Regions from separate parts of the Sus scrofa genome. Here region 1 is linked to region 2. Evidence: chromatin contacts called from public HiChIP or PLAC-seq data. All regions are on one chromosome and are shown on one strand. Each heading gives the region's core, a stretch centred on a gene start, on an enhancer-like site or on the middle of the called end of the contact. The rest is flanking DNA. Distances are from core to core; before and after follow the strand shown.

Region 1 (3,061 bases), core at 468-2,967, 82 kb after region 2:
GGACAGGGGATGTCTTACCCTTGTCCCAACAGTCAGCATAGACCGTCTTCTTTCTATTCATATTCAAAGGGTAGGGGAGACGCTGCCCAAACCCCCAGCCAAGGGCCCTGCTTTCCAGTGTGCTGAGCACAAACTCATAAAAGATCTAACTCAAAATATTAAAACCGCTGTGTATTTCCCAAAGAGCTGTGGCTCAGGCCTGCTGGGTCCTGGCTGCTCTCACAAGTTCTGCTGCAGATAAATAGGCTCTCGTCCGGAACTGCTCCAGTCTGCCCTGAACCCTTGGGCTCGGCGGGGGCTGGGCAGCTCCAGGACACTGATCCAGGCTGTGAGGCAGGGGGCTGGGCCTCTCAGAGGCTCCTCGGCCACAAGGCCCAGGCCTGCCTGTCAGCCTCCTCGCTCGACCCCTTGGGGGCCTAGTAGTTCACGAGTTGAGCAGAGTAGATGCCATCTTTTTTGTCGAGCTGCAGGAGTCAAAGGTAGGGGGGCTCAGTGGCCGCAGCCAGGAGTACATGACATACCCTGGTCGAGGCCCCAGTACCCCCTGCTTCTCCTCGGCACCTGCCAAGCACCCCATGTTGATGGGGCGTGTCTGCTCCTGCGGGTCAGTGGTTTCTGACCTTCCCCAAGGCCTGGTGCCCCGCAGACATGGGAGCAGAGGCCAGGACAGCACCCCAAGGGGCCCCTCTTTTCACCCCCTCCCAGCACTGATGCCTGGCACCTGGTGGTCCTGTTTGGGGGTCACGCTGGGCTTCTGGGCCAGGGGTGGCTTCTTGGAGGTCCCACTGTGGGGGGCGGCGCTGGGCCTGCTGGGCTCCTCTTCGTTGGGCGTCCCCACAGCCCCGGCCAGCATGTAATGCTGCTTCCGCAGCTCTCCCAGCCGCACCCGCTCCACCTCCAGGGTTTTCTCCAGCTCCAGGACCCGCACCTGCAGTCCGGCACAGGCACTCAGCAGGTCCCCTTCTCGTAGCTCAGCCACGGGAGAGGGACAGGTGTGAGGGTGGGAGGGGGCGGGGCCTACCTGGGTCTCCATCTCCTGCTTCTTCAGCTTGATGAGGGAGAGGCCAGAAAAGTCCATGGTGTCTGTGGCCAGAGGGGGCTGGATAAGTGTCTGGGCGCCCACCCCCACCCCCGTGCCCACCCCACACCAAGGCCTGGCACTCACCTCTGTCCTCAATCTGTTCCTGGCCTGACTTGGTGGAGGCCACCACGTTGGCAGCCATCTCGTTGACGGTGCGTGAGCACTCCTGCAGGCGACTCAGGTGGGGGCTGTGCTTGTCAGCCTTCACCTGGGGAGCCGGGGGGCAGGTCAGGGTGGGCCACCAGGCTCACACCCCCACCCCGTGGTGCCTCACAGCCGGGGAGCTGAGGAACCCACAGTGAGAGGCCAGGCTGAGCCCAGAGCCTCACCTTGGAGGCCGCCACCAGCTGGGCTGTGCTGGCCGCGATCTCGTGGGAGCAGACGATGAGCTCCTCGTACTTGCCCGTGTGAAGCACCACCTTGTCGGCTGACTCCCTGTGGGTGGAATCAGGCAGGGGCTGGATCCTTGACCCCTGGGCAGCTGGGCCGCTCCCACACTCCCTCCCCAGACCCTGAACACCACACACCCTGCCCCCCACCCCCACCTGGGGCGACATACACCAGCTGCGTGGCTCCCCAGCCCACGGCCTTGGAGGCAGAGATGAGACCTTCCGTCCACCTTGAGTTCTTGGCATAAAATTCCTGCTGCGTGGCTGCCCCCTAGTGGCAACAAGAAGGCAGGGCGAACCAGTCAAGGACATCATAGGGTGGCAACAGCCACTGGGCAAATTCCTGGGCCTTTGGTGGAGTAGGGTAGGAAGGTGGTGTGTTCAGCTGGGGTTTCCAGGTGTGCTGCACACATTGGGAGTGCCTGCCACCATTCTGCACGCTTCCGGCATCTTGTGCCCAAAAGGAGCCCCAGTGTCAGCTTAAGCCACAGGGTGGTGTGGTCTTGGATGAAGAGGGCTCTGGGGTCAGGCCCCTTTCAGGAATCTGTCCCTTGGTGGCCCCGCTGTGTGGCTTGCCCATTAGGGAGGGGTCCCACCTGACCCAGCCAAGGACACCGCATCAGGCCAACACCCAGCTCACCCTGCCGCTCTCCACAATCTCCTTCTGCAGGCTGGTGGACGTTGTTACCAGGAGCCGGATGGCCTGCCAAAATCAAACACATCACTCTCAGGCGGCCCTGCCAGGTACAGGGCCCATCCTGGGTCCCAGCCACTCACCTTCATCAAGTCTGTGCAGGAATTGAGGATCCTGGGGGGAGCAGGAGGAGCGGAGAAGACAAAAAGAAGGAATTATAATGCGGCCCCAGAAGCCACTGAGCAGGGCATAAGGGGCCTGGTGCTCCTCAAGTGGGTCCACGGGGCAGGGTGTGCAGCCGCTGAGAGGGCAGAACCCGCCACGGACACAGGAAAGCTGTGGGGACCCTCCCTAAGGGGACTGGGAAGCAAACATGGGGCTCACCTCTCATTCACCTCCAGCTTCACCCCAGAGCTGGCATGGCGGGCCTGGTTCATCATGTCCTACACCCAATGACAGAACTTTGAGTGGGCTGGGAGGAGGGCAGCTTGGGAGGAAGTGGGATACCCGCATTGGACCAGCCTCCCTATCAGCCCCTGGGTGGGGAGTGGGGGGTGGGAGGAAGGGCAAGACAGGACGGGAAAGCCAGGGCCCCAACCACCCCTCCCAGCTCTGACCTCCTAGCCTCTCTTCGTCCCTCACATGGAGGCCAAGTGCTGAGGCAGGTGCAGCCTGCATCCAGCCAACCCCCAGACCTCAAGCACCCTGGTCCTCACCTCTATCCTCCGAACGGCATCTTCGATAGCCGCAGACGTGGCCGCCATCTCCTTGTCCACCATAGCCCCAAGCTCCTCCTGACGCACATCCAAGCTCTTAGGCTTCAGCTCCTAAGGCATGAGGGCATCCAGGAGTCAGACAGGGTGGATGCAACCCCACAGAGCCTGGGAGACAGGCCCGGGCAGTGCTGGCTCTGCGCATGAGCACCTGTTCAGCCCAAACTGGAAGAAGATGCAGAGT
Region 2 (2,771 bases), core at 170-2,669:
TCATAACACAACGTACTCTATAAAGATTGGATAACCCCTGTTCCTGCGTTCCTGTTCTCTGAAAAGGGCCATTAGACAGTGGGGCCCCTCCCCAGCCTCCTGCCATGCTGAGAAGTGGGACTTTGCCAAGAGAGGAAACCCCATGGGTGGGGTAAGCAGTGTGGGAGCTTCCAGGGGCTCAGGAGGAAGGACCCAGGCACCCCTGGCTGCAGGCACCCCCTGAGCCCACCCGTCTGCCGGCAGGAGAGACCTTCCTCCCCTACTACACCGGCCGGGCCATCGACGGCATCGTCATCCAGAAGAGCATGGAGCAGTTCAGCACGGCGGTCATTGTCATGTGTGCACTGGCCATCGGCAGGTAGCTGGCTCTCCACCCCACGCCTGCAGGAGGGAGGGAGGGAGGTCAGGACCAGCCCCTGGGAGGAAATTGGGCTGGGGAGGCCCAAGAAATGTCCCCAAGGGTCCCGCCCCTCCGCTTCTCCCTATGGTGACCAACAACCCAACTGGCTTAGTCCCATCCATCTGATTGAACCATACCCTCTTGTCCCGAAGAATGGCTTCTGTTTTCGGGGTTCCCCTTTCACACCGCCCACCCCTTGGGCTGTTTTCCAAGCAGGAAACAAGGGCCAGCCTTGTCTACGCTGTTCTGGAAGGAGAGGGGTCTGGATGGCAAAGCTGGGTCCCTCGCCCGCAGTAAACTCAGTCCCCTCTGTGCCCTCACCTTGGGGGCTCCTGTTGGGAACAGGGAGACCCCGCAGTGGTGCCAGCCCTGGAGAGTGGGCTCGAGGTTGGGGTCCCGCTGGTCTCTGCCCCGCGAGGGCCCTCAGCAGCGGGAGGGGCGGCAGGGGTGGAGGTTGGCTGTCGGAAGGACGTCGAGCTATACATAACATCTCTTATCTGCAATTAGCTCATTTGCCGCAGGTATTCGGGGCGGCATTTTTACCCTCATATTTGCCAGACTGAACATTCGCCTTCGCAACCGTCTCTTCCGCTCGCTGGTGTCTCAGGAAACAAGCTTCTTTGATGAGAATCGCACAGGTGGGTCCTCCCAGGGCCTGGGGTGACCTGGGGCCAGGCCCAGCCAGGTGGGCTTGCCCTCGCTGAGGATTTAAATGGGGACATCGGTGCTCTCAGTCCTGCTGACTTTTCCTGCCATCCAGTTCAGGCTGGGAACCCCTGGAGAGGCTGGCTTGGGCCTCTGGTCCTGCCTGATCCTTGGGGAGTTGGCCTACTGAGCTGCAGCCACTATGAGGATCCTGACCAGGTCACCCGACGTCCCTGAAGCAGCCAAGGCCTCACCTTCCACTGCCTTGTGGGAACCACAAAGGCCAGGACTACCCCAGCCTGTGGCCTGAGAGGCTCAGTGCCTATGGGGGTGAGCAGGGTGGCCGTGCAGGGCGAAGCAGGAAAGACATCACAGCATCTGGCTGAGATCCAGGCTCTGAGGCAGGCCAGCCTGGATGCTAGCCTGGTCACTTCCTTCACCCTTCTGAGCCTCCGTTTTCTCCTCTAACATGGGAGCCATGGGAGTTCCCACTGTGGCTCCGTGGGTTAAGAACCCAACTAGTATCTATGTGGATGCAGGTTTGATCCCTGGCCCCAGTCAATGGGTTAAAGATCCAGTGTGGCTGTGGCTGTGGCATAGGCCAGCATCTGCAGCTGCGATTCAGCCTGGGACCTTCCATGTGCCACAGGGAGCTACATCATTGAGTTGTTGGGAGGGTCTTAGCCTAGCATCCAGCAGTCGGTGAGAGACCGCCTGCTCCTTTCTGCTCCCTGCAGCCCAGATTGTTATTTCTCTGTGAGGGAAGAGGGAAGTTACCCCTCTGGCACTGACAGGGAGGAGTCGTGGGTCAGTCACGGACACGCTGTGTGGCCCTGAGGAGGCGTCTTCCCCTTTCTGAGCCCCAGCTGCTTCCTCTCTGCTGTGGGAGGTGCTGAGGCTGAAACAAGATGCTGGTGACAAGAGCTGGGCTTGGAGCAGCCCTCAAGGGGCATCTGCTCTTCTTCTTCCACCCCCCCCACACCCCGCCCAGAAGGTGAGGAAGGTCTGAGCTCTCCAGTGTCCCCAGCCCCAGCCTATAGTGGCCCCGTTGCTGTAGCGGGAGCTGAGCTGCCTGTGTTCCAGGGGACCTCATCTCCCGCCTCACCTCGGACACCACAATGGTTAGCGACCTGGTCTCCCAGAATATCAACATCTTCCTGCGGAACACGGTCAAGGTCACGGGCGTGGTGGTCTTCATGTTCAGCCTCTCGTGGCAGCTCTCCTTGGTCACCTTCATGGGCTTTCCCATCATCATGATGGTGTCTGACATCTACGGCAAGTATTACAAGGTAGGCCCCGCCTGGTCCTTGCTGGGGTCTGTGAGCACTGGCAGCTCCGAGAGACTCCTAGACCCCTTAGGAGGGGCTCAGGGAGCCACCAGGGACCACTTAGGAGGGGATCAGGGGGCCACCACATATCTGGAGGCTGCATTTGCATTCATTCACATGTCTATTCATTCAGTAAATACTTATTGAGCATCTACTATGTCCAAGGCCCTGGGATATATCATGAAACAGATAGGACTACTACCCACAGAGAGCTTGTGTTCTAATAAAAGACAGACAGCAAATAACAATAATAATGAAAATACAGTAAAAGATGGTAAGTGCTCAGGAGAAGAATGAAGAGAGAGGTGGGGAGCATTGGGCTCGTTGCGATTTTAAGTAGGTCTTTGTGGAGTTCCCGCTGTGGGACAGTGGGTTAAAAATCCAACTGCAGTGGCTCA

What was found. HiChIP or PLAC-seq counts read pairs in DNA pulled down with a chosen protein or histone mark.
Region 1: an H3K27ac HiChIP or PLAC-seq map of alveolar macrophages shows a contact between it and region 2, with 14 times the contacts expected there. The contact joins two enhancer-like sites. A contact is called at or near these places in 3 of 5 promoter capture datasets (fetal liver, fetal skeletal muscle and liver), 31 of 47 Hi-C or Micro-C datasets (adipocytes, alveolar macrophages, blood and 16 more) and 2 of 2 datasets of contacts at active chromatin or transcription factors (alveolar macrophages and skeletal muscle).

The regions. Positions count from the first base shown.
Region 1 is chr14:29,997,039-30,000,099 of Sscrofa11.1, forward strand. It overlaps HIP1R (huntingtin-interacting protein 1-related protein), which reads right to left. Exons shown (of 32, transcript XM_001925823.6): 23 at 2,821-2,931; 24 at 2,489-2,547; 25 at 2,248-2,278; 26 at 2,111-2,173; 27 at 1,641-1,741; 28 at 1,411-1,516; 29 at 1,166-1,289; 30 at 1,022-1,083; 31 at 722-928; 32 at 1-464. The coding sequence ends at 417. Among named protein-coding and RNA genes, the nearest start is that of HIP1R, 26 kb to the right of the region's middle. Within about 2 kb of position 1,718, at least 15 of the 83 cell types and tissues checked have an H3K27ac peak or open chromatin away from gene starts, as enhancers often do. A contact at or near this core is called in alveolar macrophages and retroperitoneal adipose tissue, where this site is marked.
Region 2 is chr14:29,915,427-29,918,197 of Sscrofa11.1, forward strand. It overlaps ABCB9 (ATP-binding cassette sub-family B member 9), which reads left to right. Exons shown (of 14, transcript XM_021074072.1): 4 at 244-358; 5 at 908-1,038; 6 at 2,037-2,039; 7 at 2,129-2,334. It overlaps LOC106505925 (a long non-coding RNA gene), which reads right to left. Exons shown (of 4, transcript XR_002338921.1): 3 at 2,151-2,315; 4 at 389-646. Among named protein-coding and RNA genes, the nearest start is that of ABCB9, 21 kb to the left of the region's middle. Within about 2 kb of position 1,420, at least 15 of the 83 cell types and tissues checked have an H3K27ac peak or open chromatin away from gene starts, as enhancers often do. A contact at or near this core is called in alveolar macrophages and retroperitoneal adipose tissue, where this site is marked.